Regions from separate parts of the Mus musculus genome. Here region 1 is linked to region 2. A link is a contact called in public Hi-C data. All regions are on one chromosome and are shown on one strand. The core of a region is the stretch at or near the end of the contact, and the rest is flanking DNA. Distances in the headings are between cores, read along the strand shown. Region 1 has its middle 24 kb from the start of A230108P19Rik. Region 2 holds the start of Sec61a2 (Sec61, alpha subunit 2 (S. cerevisiae)).

Region 1 (5,116 bases), core at 1,994-4,493, 270 kb before region 2:
AAAGAGGACCTAGAGGAGACCGTGCTTCTTTACATCGAATCAAATGTAACATCTCTCTATAGGAGAGAGACCAGAGACTCAAATCAGCACTCTCAAAAATGGCCATATCCACAGAACAAAGAAAAAAATAAATAAAAAGAGCCAGCCCATGGGCTGTAGCCTTGGGTGGAAGAGAAGAGGAAGAAGGAGAAAGTGAGCTGAACACTGAAAGAACCTAGTGGGGAAACCCCCACTCAATTCCCGATTCGGTGTGCACCCAAGAATCACGAACAGAATGCCTTGATGGAAAAACATGAGGTAGTTTTAATGGCGGAGCTCTGGGTCAAAACATATCTCACGCAGAAGACAGTGGATTTGACCACGAGGCTTGGAAGCTAGGAGTTTTTATAGAAAAGGGGCTGGGCCTGGGGGAGGAATTGGCGCGGTTTCACATGATTGGTCCATTTAAACATCAGCAGCCTGTTAACATTTAACTTAGGTTAGAAGGGCGGGAGATAGGGAGGCGCCAGGCCAGTTTGGCATGTCATTCTCTTTATCTCTTTATCTTTATGGCCAAGCAGCCTCAGGAATATCTTAATGATGGGCCTGTCCGGGCATGTCCTGGCCTGTTCTGGTATGTTCTCAGCCCCAGGTTTCAAAGCTCGCAAACAACTCTTTGGGCTATTTGACATACATTACATGAATCACAGGTCTCAAGTTTTATTTTCTTTCAACACCAGCATTTGTGGTCTGCTGAGAAGCAAGTGAGGTGCCCCAGGCTCCTGGCCACCATGGGGCAGCTGTAATAAAGTTACCTCTGTGCCTTCCACACTGTAAGCTGGAGAGGTAGGCCACCCAAGCCCAGTGGAACACAGATGTTACTGTCCCACAGCCCTGGTGCTGGACACAGGCAAGTACCTGCCTGTGTTTGATGTCAGTATCATCCTCCCATCCTTCCTAATGGAGGTGCTTACTTTATATCCTAGTATGTTGGAAAATGGAAGTTAAGAGATGTCCCCGAGCATCAGGGAGGACCTTGGCCTTGGTACTGTTAGACTACAGGGATGTTTGAAATTGGGCTAAACCCATTTTGCATTGTGAAGTGTCTAGAAACGTATGAAAGCCAGAAATAAAACGATATGGATTAAATTAAACAATATGGATGCATTTGGATGTGAAGTTGATAGGGGAAGAGTTGAAATAGTTAATCTTGTCAACTTGACTAGATTTACAATCAGTCACCAAGAAGAGTCAGTGTGGCTGGGAAGTCTTTTTTTTTTTTCTTTTTTTTTTTTGTATGTGTGTGTTTTGTTTTGTTTTGTTTTGTTTTGTTTTGTTTTTGAGACAGGGTTTCTCTGTGTGCTGGCCTTGGCTGTCCTGGAACTTGCCTCATAGACCAAGGCTGGCCTCAAACTCACCAGGCCTCCAGAGTGCAGGGATTAAAGGCATGGCTTTACTCCTGGCTCCACGTTGGCTTTTCAATTAGGTCAATCTCCTGAGCCATTTCTCTAGCCCATTTCCTATCATAGTCACATTATCAAAAATATGCATGACAGGTTATATTTGGGAATATGTATGTATCTGCAAATACTTATATGCATGCAATAATAACTGATAAAAAGCCAGTGGCCACGAATTTGAATAAGAAGAGGGAAGGGCATGTGAGAGGGGTCGAGGGAGGGAAGGGGGAGTGCTATAATTAAAATACAATCTCAAAAGTAAACAAAAGACTCATTAAATAACTGGGCGGTGGTGGCACATGCCTTTAATCCCAGCACTTGGAAGGCAGAGGCAGGTGGGTTTCTGAGTTCGAGGCCAGCCTGGTCTACAAAGTGAGTTCCAAGACAGCCAGGGCTACACAGAGAAACCCTGTCTCGAAAAAACAAAATCAAAAACCCAAAAAAGAATTTTTAATGAGGATTCTGGGACTTGAGCATGCTCACATGACAAGCACTTCATGCACGAAGCCCATCAAAATAAAAATTATTTTTAAGACATCCTACAATCTACTTCTGGGTCTGATCATTAAACTTTGGTATTGTTTTGTTCATCAATGCTGCCCTGTCAGAGAAGGGATAGAATATTTAATAGCCATCGAACAACATATAAACCTATAGTCCTACATTAAAAAAGAAACTGGTCATTCAAGTACAGAGGAGGGAGAGAATGAGAAATGAAATGTTAGCAGAAGGCCTAACCAAAATGAAGGGAACAAGGAAAAGCCATTTAAAACCCTGTGGTTTTCTAACCCAAGACGAAACTCAGTCAGATGGTATAGTACAACACTGATCCATAAAAGGAGACAGGAGATACTAAAGGGTAAGGGTGTAAGCAGATATAGATGGATGGGGAACAAAAAGGGTAGTTGTGGGTTAGACAAAACTAAGGATCCGTGAAGAAGCTTTGTGAAAATCAACTAGTTTATAAGCGAACAGAAGTACCCTTGCATGGGTGGACAACACTGCTCCCCAAACACCTGGGTTGTTAAATAAAAATCTCAGTGCCAACCATGGTTACCTCTCTATGAATATTGGTCAGAGAGGCCCCAGGGGCTCCCAAAATAATATAAGCTATTGCCATTGCTCTCAGTTGCCCTCCATAGCTAGATAGTAAGACTCTATTGTTAAAGATGTCACCCACTTTGAATGTAGGCATAAAAAAAATTAATCTCAAACTGGCCAGGACCCCTGCATCTGCTAATGAGCTTACAGAGGGCCTGAAGTGCTCTACAGGATTCTTGGAGGAAAAAAAAAAATCAATGTCTTCCCTGGTACTGGACCCTGCATGCTACAATATGGACCTGCTGGCAAAATATGCCCATTGGTGTAATTGTATAGGGGTATACAGCTGCTTTCTTACTAAATCTGAGTCTTGCTCAACAGTCTTGCCAAGTCCTGCAATCCTAGTCAAAAGCCCAGGGCTGAGGAGATCATAGGCCCGAAGGGGAAACCTGTTGTGGTTTGGCTAAGTAGTCATAGTGTCACACTGACTTCTAAATATCTGCGTTCATATGCACAGATTCCTGCTGCTCTGAACTGTGGCCAGGGGAGCTTCCTTTGCAGTAAGTACTGGTTAATGCAGACACCTATAACTGGTCAAAAGGTCAAGTGTCTAGCCCTGGACAGGTTATCAGTATCACCCTCTCACCAGCCAAGGCTCGGGAAACTTCCAAGGAGATGGGGAGATAAGTAGGTAAGAGCCTGTGGGTGGAGAGGAGAGAGCTGTGAGCCCTGACTCCTGTTACAACATGCCTGTTGCATGCATCAGCTCAAGGAACCGTGGTTACATAGAACTCTTGGCAGGTGACAGCTAATGAGAGGAAGTCACTGTCCTCTGGGTGCATCCTCTGGGTGCATGGTCACTGGCAGATTGCTTATGTCCCCAGGGGATGACCCCATACCCATATGCAGATGGGTAGCAGTAATTGGACTCCTAAAATAAACAACAAGAAGACATGAAGCCAAAGGGGGGGGTCAGATAGATTTATACACTATATAAATGTGTGAAAATCTCAAAGAATAAGATTATTATCTAAAATATTAATTGGCTGTATAAACCAATACTCTCCTCACCCTTGGAGGCAATTACATGTTCAAAGGCATGTTCAACCGGGCTCCTCTACTCTGAATGGAGCAGTTACAGAATCTTCCAGCAGAGGGCGATGGTTGTTTACCTCTGGGTTGAATCCTTAAGCAGAACTTGCTTCAGGTTACTTGATGGGAAAATTGGCATTTGTTGTTGTTTGGGCTTTGGTAGTACTGGGGACTGAACCTAATACCTTATATAAAGTGGGCAAGCACCCTACCCCTGAGCTCTATGCCCACTCGCTTTTTAGTCATGAGAATAAAAACAACCAGCTGAGCATGTTGTACAGTCAAGTCCTTGAGACAGCCGCCACCGTGGTGAAGGAGAACGCTCATAAACAATTGTCTGTTGAGTTTGGTTTTAGGGACAGAACCAATGCCTCTGTAGCCTGCTGTCAATAAATGGCCATGGTTTTCACCCTGGAGTGAGCGCTGCAGGAGGATTCCAGAGCAGGGCTTCTAACTCTCGGCAACGTGGACCTTTGGGGCAGACGGTCCTTGGTTGAAGGAACAGACATGTGCACCATGGTCTGCAGAGCAGTATTTCTGACCGTACTCACTCATGCCAGTCACAAAGGTGTCTTCCCAATTCCCACAGTGCTCTAACAAGTCATGTGGCTTCACTCTGAGTACTGCCACTGAGTATAAGTACATACACACTCACTCACACACGCACACCACACACACACAACGAGAAAGCAATTCTCCACAATAGAGAAAAAGAAGAAGAAAGCTTGCTGGTTCCAAGATTCCCCTTTACAAAACAACTCCAATAACATTTTCTATTTTTTGCACACAGCACAGTGTACCTCATGCTTCTCTTTTGCTATTTGTATGATGCCTACAAGTATACCATATATGTGTATCACACTAATCATGCTGAGAATATCCTGTACTTACACCTGTCTCATTGCATGTATGTCCCATATATGTAAGTGGAAAGGGACAACGACCCTGTTATTGGAGGGCTGATCAGAGAGTATTAGCTTTAAGGAAGATCAAAGTTTCCTTCCCAAGCCAAGAGCCAGAGTAGTGTCACGATGGTGAAGAAGCTGTAGATGCGATTCAGAGGTGACAAGGTCCTAGAAGGAAAGAGTTTAGACTGTAACTTGTTCTAACCTGCTCTTCGCTTGATCTTAGCCAAAAGGCAGAGAAGCAATTAACCTGTTCTTTATGTGTGTGTGGGGTATGTGTATGTGTGAGTGAGTGTGTCTGTGTGTGTGTGAGAGAGAGAGAGAGAGAGAGAGAGCAGCCATCTATTGTAATGACCCCTCAAACTACAGCCATCCTTTCTCAAGAGAAGGTATACCATTTGTCCAGGGACTCTACCCAGAGGTAGTAAGGTCTGAACACCCACACAGCCCCATCGATATGTACCAGGAAAAGTCATGGAGATCAGAGTCCTATAGCTAAAGGAACCAGGGGGACTATGAAACAAGAGATGTGGCCTGAAAGAACAGGACCTAGGAGGCAGGCACCATGGGCTTGCCTCCTTTCCTTATGGAGACCAGGGTCATTACCAGAGAGTAAGCAAGTTGCTGCAGACTCTTGGT
Region 2 (4,579 bases), core at 321-2,820:
CAGAGGTCTCTCTGTCTCTGCCTTCTGAGTGCTGGGATTTAAGGTGTGTACCACCATGCCAGACTATTATTTGCATTTTAGAATAATGCTGCAGTTATTTAGCATCTTTCTAGTATTTGCCCTCTTTCTTTCTACGACATGTCCCCTCCTGTCTGCAGCTGGGTATTAGTTGCAGTACTTTGTACTTACTGGCTCCATCATTGTGCCATCTCTTTAACCCTTTCCCTCCCTTTCCTTTCTGCATCCTTCAGTCCTTCTTTCTTTTGCCGAGCCTTATGAATCTTGTCACTTCATTACTACTTATATAAATCTGTAAAGTTTCAAAGGCAAGTTTAATAAGAATAATAGTGTATATTTAAGTTTAAAAAAACCATAATGTACCTTTATTCTCTTATCTTTTGGTTTCTTAAATTAAAAGATATTAAAACTCTAAGATGGAATTTAATATATTTAAAAATGTTTTTGTCTTGCTCTTTCTAAATTTCTTCCTATGCTGCCTCTCACAAGTTTATTATTTCTTGTTACAGTTTTCCCTGACAGAGCTATGAAAATGTCTTCTGCCTTTCTACCTTTATATCAGCCACATTCTGAATTGTGTTGCAGAAAGGGACATTTGAATTATTTCATATGAAACACTACTGTATTTTCTTTCCTCTTAAAAATGTTAGTTTTTCTTATCTGCTGTCCATAATTATGCATGTTTAATGTTCAGTGAGAACTAGAGCTTCAGTTATGTAATTAGTAAGTTGAAATATTAAAAATAATGAATTTTGCTTAAAATGACACATTATTCTTTTTTTTTAATTAGGTATTTTCCTTGTTTACATTTTCAATGCTATCCCAAAGGTCCCCCATACCCACCCCCCATATATCACATTATTCTTAGCAAAATAAAAATTACCACCTTGAAAGAACCATTTTACTCAAATTTCTTATGTTTTCCATATATTTCCTATTTGGGAAAAATAGTCTGAAATTAACTTCTCTAATTTACCTATATTACCTTGGAAGTTTTACTGGGTTTTTTTTGGGGGGGCGGGTTCGAGACAGGGTTTCTCTGTGTATCCCTGGCTGTCCTGGAACTCACTCTGTAGACCAGGCTGGCCTCGAACTCAGAAATCCACCTGCCTCTGCCTCCCGAGTGCTGGGATTAAAGGCGTGCGCCACCACCGCCCGGCCTAAAAAGGTTTCTTTCTGAAAAAGAGAGACAGATAAAAGAGTTTATACCTCTTGATGCCTTGATGTCTATTTTGAAGATGGGGAAGTACTGGAAAGTACTATTGTCTGCAGTGTATTACCAGTTTTCACAAATGTCTAAGAAGTTACAGTTAAGATGGGGCGGAAAGAAAAGTCTGGCTCAGGTAGCTCAGCTCTAGGCCTTGGGGTACCTGGACCAGGAAACCTTATCTAGAAAACAGCTTTGAAAAGGAAAACCCTTGTCCTGGAGTAGAGCAACTAAGAACCGCCCACCACGGCAGGCCGCCCCGCCTCTTGCCATCCAGTCCCGCCCCCGCCGCCGCGCCAACGGTGACCATAGCAACGCGGTGGACGTCCGCCAACGGCCAGGCTAGGTCTGGGAGGAGCCTAGAGCGCATGTCACATGACTCTGTGGGCGGAGCTTGTGCGGGGACGGCCAGAGCGTGTCCCCAGCCTCCGCCGCCTAGGCCAGAGTCGTGAGGAACGGAGCGGAGGCAGCTGCGAGGCCGCGGGTGCCCGCCGGGTGTGCTGAGCCGCCGCCATGGGCAGTGAGTGTGGTGGCTGGAGCGCGAACCTCGAAGGCCGCGGGTCCTTTCGGGCTGTGGGCAGTGGAGTCGCTTACTCCTTGGGGTGGTCTTGGGTGCGGGGGATGCGCAGGCCTCGTTGGGGTCGCCACGGGCAGAGCGAGCTGGGGACCCGCCAAGGCGCCTCGGGTCAGCGAGGCCTTGCCCGGCGGGTCACGGGAACTCAGAAGTCCCGGTTTGCTCCCCTTAGGAGGCGAGGAGCGAGGATGGCGCGGGGAGGCCATTGGCTGGGGGCGGGGGGTAGTTAGCACACTCCACGGCTTGGACCACTTGGGCTTTTTCTGAATCTCAGGAAACTCATTAATTTTTAAATTATTATTCTTGAATCACGCTTCCTTGGTGTGTTGCGACGAATAAGTCTCCCTTTTTTTAAAAAAATATTTTTTATTAGGTATTTTCCTCATTTACATTTCCAATGCTATCCCAAAAAGTCCCCCATAACCTCCCCCACCAAGTCTCCCTTTTTTAAAAATGTGATTCGTAGCATGCGTTTTAGGGGAGGAAAGGCGTGTGATCAGTAGCTCAGCATTTTCCTAGATTAATTCTTCCCAGTCATTCTGTAGTGTTCATTGAAAACTGTAAGTTGGTGCGCAAGGTATGGACGAGGCCTCGCATTATAAGATCCTTCCAGGGCCCTGCCCAATCACTCACCCTCATGTATTTTCACACAGATACTTTACCTAGCAGTTCACATGTTTGTGTATAAAGGGATAACGTTGCGATGCACTCCATTGGCTAACAGTAGACATTTGGGGAAAATTGGAAAGGAAATAAGAGACCCTTGGCCTTGAATTGTGAATAAAAATGGAATTGTGCAACACGGGGAGAGGCAGTACATGGCGGCACGCAACAGCGTTTTTTGATCCTGAACGCCAGTACAGTAATTCATAAACTAGCAATAAATCTCGGAGAGTAGCCTGGGCTGAGATGGGGAAGGGAGGCGATTCTAGACAGTTTCCCAGTGTTGTGACCCATAGTTGTTGTTTTTTTAATTGCAGGTAAATGTTTTCAGAATTTAGATTTACTTTTTTTTTTTTTTTTTTTTTTTTAAAGATTTATTTATTTATTATATGTAAGTACACTGTAGCTGTCTTCAGACACTCCAGAAGAGGGAGTCAGATCTCGTTACGGATGGTTGTGAGCCACCATGTGGTTGCTGGGATTTGAACTCCTGACCTTCGGAAGAGCAGTCGGGTGCTCTTACCCGCTGAGCCATCTCACCAGCCCTAGATTTACTTTCTAAATAGTCCAAATGTACTTCTATAACAAACATGACAATTATAAATTATCACCAAAATCAGTTACTTCTACCTTTTTGGAGTCCTGCCGGAGTAGGAGGCAGTGTCTATCCCTAAACCTTGGTTTGTCTTTCATTTACTGCAGAAGTAGCCTGGGAAAGGAGTACTTTTTAATGAAATGTAGTTGACATTCTCTGAGCAATTCTTGTGTGTAAGCAAGTACCTTGATATGGCTACTTAGAGAATTACAACCTTGAAATGCAGCTAACTGAAATGGAGCGGGGAATGTGGAGGTTAAAAGGTTGTCTGTAGGAGGTGATCCTAGCTTTTTTGTTTTTTGGCTTTTTTGTTGCAGTCTTTAAGCTGTTTGAGTCAGTACTCCAGTTTAAGCTCATAACCTACTATACTATTCCTGCAGAAAGTTCCCTCCGCTGTTGTACCATTTGTTAATTACTACATTAGCTAAGTACTGTAATAAGCTATGTCTGCTTATCTTATACAGTGATGATCTGATTATTTTCTGTTGTGCATATATAAAAGGGTTGGGTTTAAACCTGAAGAAGCAAAGAAGTCACGGTGCAGGGCTGTTTCCCTGTGCTCCACAGCTATCTGGGAGCTTTGATCTTCTATAGACCTACTCACTTGAACTTGAGAACATCATGATTGTTTAATTTGGGTGGATGTGATAAACTGCTGTTACAAAAATTGTTTTTGGAATTATTCAGAGATACATTTTTAAACTCTAAATTTTTTTTTTACAGTCAAGTTTTTAGAAGTTATTAAACCTTTCTGTGCAGTTCTACCAGAAATTCAGAAGCCTGAAAGGAAAGTAAGTATACTATTTGTTAATCTAGCAGGTAACAGAGTGACTGACTTTGCCAAACCACCAAGGTTGACTTACTTAACCCAACAATTTCTGGCTGTAAGTGGAAAAACCATTACCTCCTTATCTTGCAAACAAGTATAAATCTGCTTTATGTTTTGTTTTGTTGTCTTCGAGACAGGGTTTCTCTGTGTAACAGCCCTGGCTGTTCTGGAGATCTCTCTGTAGACCAGGCTGGCCTTGAACTCACAGAGATCCACCTGCCTCTGCCTCCCCAGTGCTGGGATTAAAGGGGTATACCACCATTGCCTGGCCTGTTTTTAATTTTTAAATTACATTTATTATTCTAATATATATATGTGTTTGTGCCTGTGCAGCACTGTGCTATGGTATACATGTGACAGTCAGAAGGCAACTTTTGGGAATTGATTCTTTTCTCTTTCCCTGTGGGTCTGGGGAGGGGAGGAGGGAGAGGAGGAAGGACAGGGATGGTGGGAGGGAGATAAAGACTAGGCATGATTCTCAGTCTGTCAAAGATAGTGTTGTAAGTTATACTGTTTCCTGCCCAAGTGTTTGTTTCGATAGAGTATGCTCCTGGCCATGTTGATGCCATGTTGATGCGATAGAGTATACTCCTGGCCATGTTGATGCTTTATAGTTAGGGTAGGATTGTGCACATGGCTAGCTAGTGGGATAAGTTCTAATTAGCACCAACTGTTCTACATAATAAATTTTGC

The links. Hi-C and Micro-C count contacts between places; a contact is called where the count stands out from the background.
Region 1: a contact with region 2 is called in a Hi-C map of epidermal suprabasal cells, with 2.4 times the contacts expected there. The contact joins the enhancer-like site here to the promoter of Sec61a2 in region 2. A contact is called at or near these places in 2 of 39 promoter capture datasets (hippocampal neurons and pre-B cells), 1 of 15 datasets of contacts at CTCF or cohesin (pro-B cells), 22 of 484 Hi-C or Micro-C datasets (the AtT-20 cell line, the G1E-ER4 cell line, the HL-1 cell line and 16 more), 2 of 115 datasets of contacts at active chromatin or transcription factors (astrocytes and pancreatic cancer cells) and 1 of 9 other capture datasets (macrophages).

What each region holds. Positions count from the first base shown.
Region 1 is chr2:6,166,553-6,171,668 of GRCm38.p6, reverse strand. No RefSeq gene overlaps it. Among named protein-coding and RNA genes, the nearest start is that of A230108P19Rik, 24 kb to the left of the region's middle. Within about 2 kb of position 3,243, at least 23 of the 459 cell types and tissues checked have an H3K27ac peak or open chromatin away from gene starts, as enhancers often do. A contact at or near this core is called in epidermal suprabasal cells, where this site is marked.
Region 2 is chr2:5,892,423-5,897,001 of GRCm38.p6, reverse strand. It overlaps Sec61a2 (Sec61, alpha subunit 2 (S. cerevisiae)), which reads left to right and starts at 1,570. Exons shown (of 12, transcript NM_021305.4): 1 at 1,570-1,745; 2 at 3,781-3,848. The coding sequence starts at 1,739. It overlaps Gm13267 (predicted gene 13267), which reads right to left and starts at 1,538. Exons shown (of 3, transcript NR_166420.1): 1 at 1,228-1,538. It also overlaps a transcript of Dhtkd1 not described here.